Linked DNA regions of Mus musculus: region 2 is linked to region 1. The links are chromatin contacts, called in public HiChIP or PLAC-seq maps. All regions are on one chromosome and are shown on one strand. Each heading gives the region's core, a stretch centred on a gene start, on an enhancer-like site or on the middle of the called end of the contact. The rest is flanking DNA. Distances are from core to core; before and after follow the strand shown. Region 1 overlaps Cdh22 (cadherin 22). Region 2 holds the start of Cdh22 (cadherin 22).

The links. HiChIP or PLAC-seq counts read pairs in DNA pulled down with a chosen protein or histone mark.
Region 2: a contact with region 1 is called in an H3K4me3 HiChIP or PLAC-seq map of neural tube, with 4 times the contacts expected there. The contact joins the promoter of Cdh22 here to the enhancer-like site in region 1. A contact is called at or near these places in 4 of 39 promoter capture datasets (embryonic stem cells, frontonasal cranial neural crest, maxillary cranial neural crest and 1 more), 24 of 484 Hi-C or Micro-C datasets (the N1E-115 cell line, bone marrow-derived macrophages, cardiomyocytes and 8 more), 18 of 115 datasets of contacts at active chromatin or transcription factors (SST interneurons, VIP interneurons, craniofacial prominence and 11 more) and 3 of 9 other capture datasets (adipose tissue, embryonic stem cells and pancreatic islet).

What each region holds. Positions count from the first base shown.
Region 1 is chr2:165,111,701-165,116,117 of GRCm38.p6, reverse strand. Cdh22 (cadherin 22) reads left to right here. Exons shown (of 12, transcript NM_174988.3): 12 at 3,425-4,417. The coding sequence ends at 3,960. Among named protein-coding and RNA genes, the nearest start is that of Gm36690, 8.2 kb to the right of the region's middle. Within about 2 kb of position 2,172, at least 33 of the 459 cell types and tissues checked have an H3K27ac peak or open chromatin away from gene starts, as enhancers often do. A contact at or near this core is called in cerebral cortex, embryonic basal ganglia, embryonic limb bud and 2 more, where this site is marked.
Region 2 is chr2:165,232,863-165,237,279 of GRCm38.p6, reverse strand. It overlaps Cdh22 (cadherin 22), which reads left to right and starts at 2,543. Exons shown (of 12, transcript NM_174988.3): 1 at 2,543-2,725. Gm36748 (a long non-coding RNA gene) reads right to left here. Exons shown (of 3, transcript XR_375215.3): 3 at 4,366-4,417.

The DNA of each region.
Region 1 (4,417 bases), core at 923-3,422:
CCATGACTTGGTGTTCTGCCTGGATAGACCACACCCTGGGAGAGGAGCCCCAGTTCCTCCTACATATGGATAGGCTTCCTAGATACATCTCTAACCTCTACCTGCAGTTCCTGTGGGAAGTCTCTGAAGTGAGGATGGTGGCCAGCTTGGGACAGTTTTGTGCCCCACACACAGCCCAAGACTTCCCAGAGTTTAAAGCCACTTGTATAGCCTGGGCTGGTGACTCCTTCCTATAATCTCAGCACTTGGAAAGCTAAGGCAGGAGAATTGCTGCAAGTGAGAGGCTAGCCTGGGCTATATAGCAAATTCCAGACCAACCTGGACTGTAGAATGACAAACCTTATTAGTAAAAAGAAACATGGAACTGGAGGTGTGGCCTAATTGGTAGAATGCTTACCCAGCATACATGAAGCCCCAGGTTCGATCCTCAGTACTGCATAAACTTGGTGGGATGGTGTAAGGTTGTGATCCCGACATCCCAGAAGTAGAGACAAGAGTATCCAAAGTTAAAGTTATCTTTGGCTATACTGGGAGCTTGAGACCTGGTATGGGGGCCAGGGACACACCAAGCATATTTTAAAAATTCTCTTGTCTACTATTTCCCTTTTTAAAATTGTTGTTCTCCATAAAGAGAAGCATGGCTGTTTGGCTGCATGACCAAGTGTATCAGCCCCTTTCTCAGATGAAGAAACAGAGACTCACAGGTTAAGTGGCTTGGCTAAGAAGACCCAGATGGCCTTCTGACATGAAATTAGCTCTTCTTACTCTGTGTCTCCACCTCTGCTCTGCCACCTGCCATGAAATAAAACTGGGGACAACAACTTAGGGCTCCTGGGACAAAGTCTTGAGACACTGGGGACAATGGCACCAGAAGCCATTTGAACTCCAGTATCGCTGGTGAGAAGAGATGTGAACAGCCTGTGGCTGCTGCCACAGCCAACCAAGTGCTGACTGTAGACAGAACAGCCAGAGTTAGGGGTTCTCCTGGGACCACGCTCACTAGCCCTGCCCAGTCCCCCACGAGATGACACCCCTCCCCTTGTGCTGCTACACCCCTTCAGATCCCCCACAGAGGCCCCGAACAGACTCTGCCCAGCCAGGAGTACAGCCCCTCCTTCCCCACCACAGCCCACAGCTCAGAAACCCTTTTTTTCCAGAGGGTGCACTTTACAGCGGTTTCATTTTCCAAGGCAGTGCAAACAAATTTCTGCCTAATTGCCCACAAACGAAGAAAGTGCACATCAGTGCTCTAAAGGTGACGGGCTGAATCGCTGATCAGGTCTGGCACATCTGTCGCCCGCCGCCCGCAAACCCTACCATCTGCTCTCGTGGGCATCCCCTCCACAGCTCCAGGTCTCCAGCTCCAAATGCCGTCCATCTATCTTCTCTACATCTCTCTTGACACCTTCCTTCCCTCCAGCCCTCCCTCAGGGCCTGTCCCCAGCCCCCACGTCCTTCCCTGTTGTAAGCTACCATGTTAGGTGGTGAGCTCCTACCCTGTGCTGTGGCCCTCACAGCTGGCCCTGACCACAGGCCTGGCTGGATCTGTCTGGAGCAGCAAGAAACATCTAATTGCTGCCACGGCGCTTGGCATGTGTCTGTCCATTCGTGTGTCCATCCACCCATCCAGCAAATCCCTCTCAGGTACTAGGCTGTTTCCACAATAGGATTTACCACTGAGCAAAGTTGTTTGTTTGTTTCTTTAATTCTTTCTTGGGGCTTAAGAGATGGCTCAGCAGTTAAGAACACTGACTACTCTTCCAGAAGACCCGAGTTCAATTCCCAGCACACACGTGGCAGCTCACACCCATCTGTAGCTCCAGTTGCAGGGGATCTGGTTCCTCTTCTGGCCTCCATGAGCGTTGAGCACATACGTGGTACAGAGACATACAGGCAGGCAAAACACCCACACGCACAAAATAAAATGAAATTTAAAATTATTATTGATTTCATACATGTATACAATGTATCTTGATCGTGGCCACCCCCAGGCCCCCAGACCTTTCCTACGTGTATCCTTCCCACCTCAGGTCCTCTTTGTGTCTTCTTTATAGCTCACGGAGTTCCACTAGCGCTGCCAGAGCGTGCACCAGAGCGAGGCCATACACTGGAGCGTGGCTGTGTACTGGGCGTGGTTAGCCCACCAGTGGCCACACCCCTGAATAAAAATGACTCCTTTCAGTTTCCACCAATCAGCCAATGACTTTAGGGTTGAGGGTGGGACCTTGTTGGCCCCTCCCCTATCCTTGCCGGGCTATTGACTGGCTTGACCGTGTGGAGCTCTTCACAGAGCTGTGGGTCCAGAAGCCTGCATTCCCCGGCACCCCTCCCCGCCCTCCAGCTCTGACATTCTTCTTTGCCCCCTTTCCATCACATTCTCTGGGCCTTGGTGGAGGGAGGGGGGTAGTGGGAAAGAGAAAGATTATTTTAACTTTAAACGTATGGAGTTTGAGGTTCTCTTGGTCAACCGAGGGGACTGGAAGTTGAATGTACCTGGATTTCAGGGGTGAAAGATGCTGGAGTTATTGGCGGAGGGAAGCTAAAGCCACGGCGTGCAGAAGAGTGCCAAAAGAGGGAATGTTATAAGGGAGTAGGTCCTTGGGAGCTGGGGAAGCAGGAAGGAGAACCTGGCTGGATGACAGAATACAGTGTTAGGAAGGAGGGAGGAGGAGGAGGAGAGAAACAGGAAGTCCTGAAGGCAGATGAAGAAAGACAGAAGCACAGAGAGTAGGTCATTCATTCACTACCCCCCTCAGTTGGGTCTCCAGGCAACTCTTCATTCATTCATTCATTCATTCATTCACTCCATTCAGCAAGCACACATCCCGTGCTTTTCCATGCCAGGCATGAGGCTAGGGAGACATTTTCCAGGCCCCAGAGGATATTCACTGGGGTTAACTTGGCAAGACCCAGCCTGTGGCTGAGATAAGAAAAGGGAAGTCCCAGAGGCAGATCTAGGACCCACTGAGGACCCACAGTTGTCAAGGATTCCCTGCAGCTGCTACTGGTGACGAGGCCACACCGAGAACCAATGGAATCCTTCCCGTGGGGACCTGGAGTGGGGTCGCCTGGGTAGAAATCTCACAGAGAGAACCCTGAGGGTCCTGATCTGAGACAAGAAATAGGAAGCACAGACGTCCGGGGGGGGGGAGGGGCGACGGGGGACAGAGGAGGGCAGGGACAGAGGGTTTCGTCCTTCTTGGGCCTGGTGCCTTCACCCTTCCAGCGCCTAGAACTGAGGATGGAGACTCAAGGGTTAATTCTGGCCCTCAAATTGGGTGACAATCCTTAGCACCGCTCTGCATCACTGAAGCTCAGCCGTCAGGTTGGGGGCTGGAGGGGGGTCCAGGCAGTACCCTACGCTGGGCTCAGCCCTCACTCTGTGTCCCTATGTCTCCTATCCCACCCCACCCCACCCCCACAGTTCTTGCTCTGCTGATCCTCACTCTCAGGCGGCACCACAAGAGCCATCTGAGCTCAGACGTGGATGAAGACATGCGGGACAATGTGATCAAATACAACGACGAGGGCGGCGGCGAGCAGGACACCGAGGCCTATGACATGTCAGCGCTACGGAGCCTCTACGATTTTGGGGAGCTCAAGGGTGGCGACCCGGGCGGGGGCGCGGCCAGTCCCCCGCAGGCTGCTTCCTCTTCTGAGCGCCACTCGCTGCCTCGGGGGCCGTCGAGCCCCGAGCCGGACTTCTCGGTGTTCAGGGACTTCATCAGCCGCAAGGTGGCGCTGGCGGACGCGGACCTATCGGTGCCTCCCTACGACGCCTTCCAGACCTACGCGTTCGAGGGCGCGGGCTCGCCGGCCGCCTCGCTCAGCTCGCTGCACAGCGGCTCGACCGGCTCGGAGCAGGACTTCGCCTTTCTCCGCGCCTGGGGCCCGCGCTTCCGACCGCTGGCCGCGCTCTACGCCGGCCACCGCGGGGACGACGAGGCCCCGGCCTCCTAGCCCCAGCCTGCCCAGTCGGGCAGCGCAGCCCGACGGGAGGGGATCTGCAGGGTCCCTGCTCCGCGACACGTTCCCAGGGGTGTATCTTGCGGAAGACTCAGGGGCGCGGCAGTGATGACCAATGTCAGGAAAAAGGAGGGGAACCTGGCCTGTGCGGATCTGGGGTTGGACAGGACCACGGTAGGGGAACCCGGCTCTGGGAAAGGACAATGGGAGGGGAAAGCAGAGGAGGGCGCTGCTGCCATGCCCACCCCAAGGCTTTCTGGCATCCAATTAAAGATGAAGGAAGGGCTGGTCATTTACTAAGCACCTACTGTGTGCTGAGAGCTACCTGGAGACCAACTGCATTGTTGGAAAAGCTATGAGGTGGAGTCTTGAAGGTGTCAGATGGGGAAGCTCCCCCAGAGAAGTGGATGTGACTTGCTCAGGGACACCCAGGCAGCAAGTGGTGGAGCCT
Region 2 (4,417 bases), core at 1,294-3,793, 120 kb before region 1:
CTGCTAGGCAGACTGCCATGCACAGGACGGCACGGTGACAAAGGATTATGGGTCCAAATGTCATGCGGTGGAGGTGAAGGGAACCTGTGTTCAAGAGAGGGCAAAGCCAGGGGTGCAGATGACTACTCCAAAGGCCATAATGTACCAAACCCCGCTGGCTCTTCTGATGGAATCTCACAAGTTCCTCCCAGAATAATCCCCAGCCACACCCCTCCCCCAAGTCCTCCATGACTTCATCCAGACCCTGGAAGAGCAAGAGCGATACTCTCCTTGTATGCTCACCTCATACATACTATAGCATAAAGAAACCTGGGATGTCCTAGGCCTGTTGCTTGCCTGGAAGCAACAGTCCCTGTCCCTTCAGCTCAGAGGCCTGAGGAGGATCAAAATCCCCACTATCGCCACTATTCCATGTGCACTGTGACTTTCTGCAAGTTTCACGTTTCTCAGTGCCCCAGCCTCCCTGTCTATAAATTTGTAGGTTGTCTGCTGTGTCAATCAAATGAAATAATCTACATAAAAATTAATAGGTAGTACAGGGCTTACTAGCTGCTGTTGTTACATTGGTGTCATCTGATCTGAGTCAATGCTGGGAAAGAGACCTCTATGACACCCCAAGATTTTCATGGGATCTCTTCCTGTTCTTGCCACCTACTGCTACAGTCAGAAGAGCCCTGGCTTACCCTCTTCCAGAGCAGAGAACCCAGGCAGGATGTACTAACTAATCCACTCTCACCACTTTGCCTGTGTATTCCTGATATTCCAAAATGTTTCCTCGTCTGTAAAATAGGACCGATCTGCATACAAGCAAAATCACAGCAGTTCTGACGATGGTGAATCTCAAGTGCTCCCAGAACCCAGGACGTGAGGCCGCCGAGAGGAGGTTTTTGGATAAGGGTAGGAGGCAACCTAAAGGGGAAGGTGAGATGTTGGGAGAGTAAAAGGTAAGGCTCTAATGGAGTTCTGGGGAGAAGAGACTTTGTGGCTTACCCCACTGTGTGCAGGCAAATGTGGAGGCTATCACAGCCCAGGCCCAAACAACCTATGGCCCTGTAATTAGGTCAGAGTCCTGAGGGGTCAGCACACAGCCAGGCCTGGGGCAGGGACAGAAAAGAAGGATCCACAGCTGCAAAAAGTGAGTCGGGGAGAGAGGGAGAAAGCAGAAAGTGTGGAGATGCATCTGGAAGGCCAGCCTCTGGTCTCTGAAAGCATGAAAGAGTAGAGGCTAAGAATAGAGAGGTTGGGGAGGAAAAAGACCAGGAGACTGCACAAAAGCAACGCTTGGGAGATCAATGAAGGGAATGAACCGAGAGAAGAAGGACTTAAGGGAGGGAACCGGCTGTCGAGGTGGAGAATAAATCTCAAAATAAATAAGAGTGATGGAGTTCAGCTGGAAGGACTAGAAATGCAACCACCCAGAGGAGACACCAGTCACTAGGGAGGAGTGGGAGAGTGGAAATTAGAGCTCCCGGTGGTGAGCAGGCCAGGGCGAGCTGGAGTATGGGTCCCTAGGGACCATCAGGAATCAGGGTCTCGGAGGGAGGGCGTTGTCACCTCTTTAACTCAGCGTCTGTTTTGCAGGCCAGGATGCTTGGTTAGGGGCAGATGGCAAAGACATACAGCTGCACGGTCACTTCAGTCACCTGGCTGGCACCCATGCAGCTAAGAAAAAGGAAACAGTCTAGGCAGAAAAGACATCGGGCATTGGGCTAGCTGAATTTGAGCAAGAACGGAAAATCTGGCTTTGCAAGCGTTTCTGGACAGTGGGGGGTGGGGGTGGATTTTATTAGCCTCATGCTAGAGGGCACGAAGTTTAGGCTGGACTGTCTTGTTTGCCTACTCTTTTATTCTGGCTGGAGGCACAGGACTTCCAGAGCTCGCTCCTAAAGAGGAATGACCAGCGTGGCTCTCTTCCCAGGACAACTGACCTTCCACCTGCCAGCAGACTCCCAGCCCCGGGGCAGGGGCTCTGTCCACCTCAATGTTCAGTGATTGTCTCTGAAGCCTCGGTCTGTGCAAAGGGCCTTTCTGGGCAGCCAGCCAGGGGTGGCCACTTGAGAAGCCCGCCTCTACCTTCGCTTGCACCCCCTTCTTTTGAAGCCGGGCTTTCATAGTGTGTGGGGGAAGGGGGGCTAGATGCAGCGAAGTCTGGCCAGGGGAGTGGTGGGGACAGGGTCTAGTCTGCCACGGGTGCCTCGGGGCAGCTGAACCGCCAGGCAAGGAGGGAGCCCGCTCCCCTCCTGGGGGCGCTCCCTTCGCGCGGATCTGGGCTGGGAGGAGGAGAAGGAGCACTCCCCCGGGGGCTTTCCCGCTGCCGGCGACGGGGGAGACGGAGCCTCCGGGCCCCGCAGGCGAGGGAGGGGTGCGGTCGGGGCGGGGGCCGGGCTCCCCGGCTGGCTGCGGGGTCCGGCCCGGCGGCCGCCTGCGGCTCGGCGCTGCTCGGCGCTCCTGCCCGGCGGGCGCTGCATTCTCCGAGTCTCCACCAGAGGCTGCGGGAGGAAGGAAGGGATCCGTCCCTTGCACACTTCCCCCCTAGTCAGACACGCACACTCCCTCGCTCTCTCGCTCCTCCACACACGCGCGCACTCGCCGCCGCGGCTCCCCCTCTCGCTCCCGCTCTCCCTCGGCTCCTCCGAGCGGACGCCAGAGCCGGACCTGGCTGTGATCCTGCCGCTTGCTGGCGTCCCAAGGCGCGGACCAGGGTGCAGTCCGGCCGCTCCCCAAGGTAAGAGCGCGCGGCACCCGCGGGAGGACAACCGATCGCCGCTGGGGAAGGCTGCGGGCCGGGAGGGTGCACGGGCCGGGGAGAGGCGGGCGCGGCGCGGCGCGGGCTCCGGGGCAACAGCTGAAGCGCGCCCATCCCGCGCCCCCTCCCCGGCGGGGAGACAGGGACTTTCCCACGTCCAAACTTTCCCCGGCGCGGAGCCCAGCCCGGCCACCTCCCGGCCCGGGAGTCGCGGTCCCTGTGTCCTGAGCTCCAGGATGCCCCCGAGGCCGGGGAGGAAGGGGGTGTCTGCGCCAGGGGTGTAGGGCCGGAGTGCGGGGAGGGGTGGGGAGATGGAGAATCCAGCCTCTGTACGGGCCGGGACCCCGGCATTCCCGCCGCCCACCCCGCGCCGCCCCGGCTCGGCTCGCAGCCCCTCCCGGAGGCCCGGCGATCGGCGCGGCGGGAGCGTGTGCGCCGCGCGGGTGCGTGTGCGGGTCGAGCCGCGGCGACACGCGCGGCTGCGGCCACCCCTGGGTGGGGTGAGCTGGACAGGCTATGAGGACCCTTGTGGCCCTGCCGACGTGACCCCCTGCTCCCTTCGGCCGTCGGATGGCCGGTGGAGATTGAGAGGTAGCTCTACCCTCTTCATCCGCACACGACTCCGGGGACTCTGTCCCCACCACGGAGAAGGACCGGGCTTCACAGGCTCACGTCCAAAGCACGCGCCACTCGGGACTGACCCTCCGGAGGCCGGGGTGCGGAACCGGGAGGCGTGGACCTTGCGACTGTGAGGGCGTACAGGCTGCGGGACCCTCGATAGACACTATCCCTAACCACGTCTCCCTTGGCTCGGGACCTGACTTCGCCACTTCCGCTGTGGCCTGGTCGGGTCCCTGCCCCAGCTTGGGTGCTGCTGGAGACGACCCTGTAGGGTGCAGCGGGCGGAGCGCAGAGAGAGGCTGGAGTCCCCCGAGGTCTCCCCAAGCCGCAGAGGCACCCCCTGCTGGCGGGCACAGCAGCGACGGCTGAAGCCTGCGGGGCCCGGCCGGTTGAAGGCTTGTCCGGCTCGCGCTGCTAGGAGCCCCCTGCTTTCTCTCCTACCCTTCCTAGTCGGCGGCGGCGTTGGTCGGAGGGTGTGCGTTCCATCTGATGAGCTCCCTGGGTCCCAGAACCAGCAGGAGTGCTCAACTTGGCCAGAGTCTTGATTGTTAGTATTGGCTACTGCCTCTGCTTCTTCTCCTTCTGTCCTGGAAGCCTATCCATTATGTCCTCTGTCCCTCAGAGTATCTCCCACGCTAGCCCACCAGTGCCCACCCTGACTCTTTTTGGGATGTGGGGGCTTGGCCCGTCTCATCCTCAGTGTTGCCACCTTCTTTCACCCTTCTTGCCTCAGTGTCTGTCAGGTCAGAAGGCATCTTCTTCCCCAAGCCAGCCTCTACTCTGCGGCAGCAGGATTCCCGGCTTTTTCCAGTGTTCCCTTAAACACTGCTTGGGATGAAGTGGGGGTGTCTCTGTGATCTTCCTTCACTACAAGAGTACCTGTGCTCCCCAGCAGGTGCTTTACCAAGCTAGGTCTCTCAGCCTAGGACATCTGCCTCTGGGGCACCCTGTCTGATTCTATCTACCTGGGCTGTCCTCCTTCCCATCCTGAAGTATTTATTGGAGGGTGGGTTCTGGGGTCACAGGGCAAACACTATCAAAAGGCAGAAT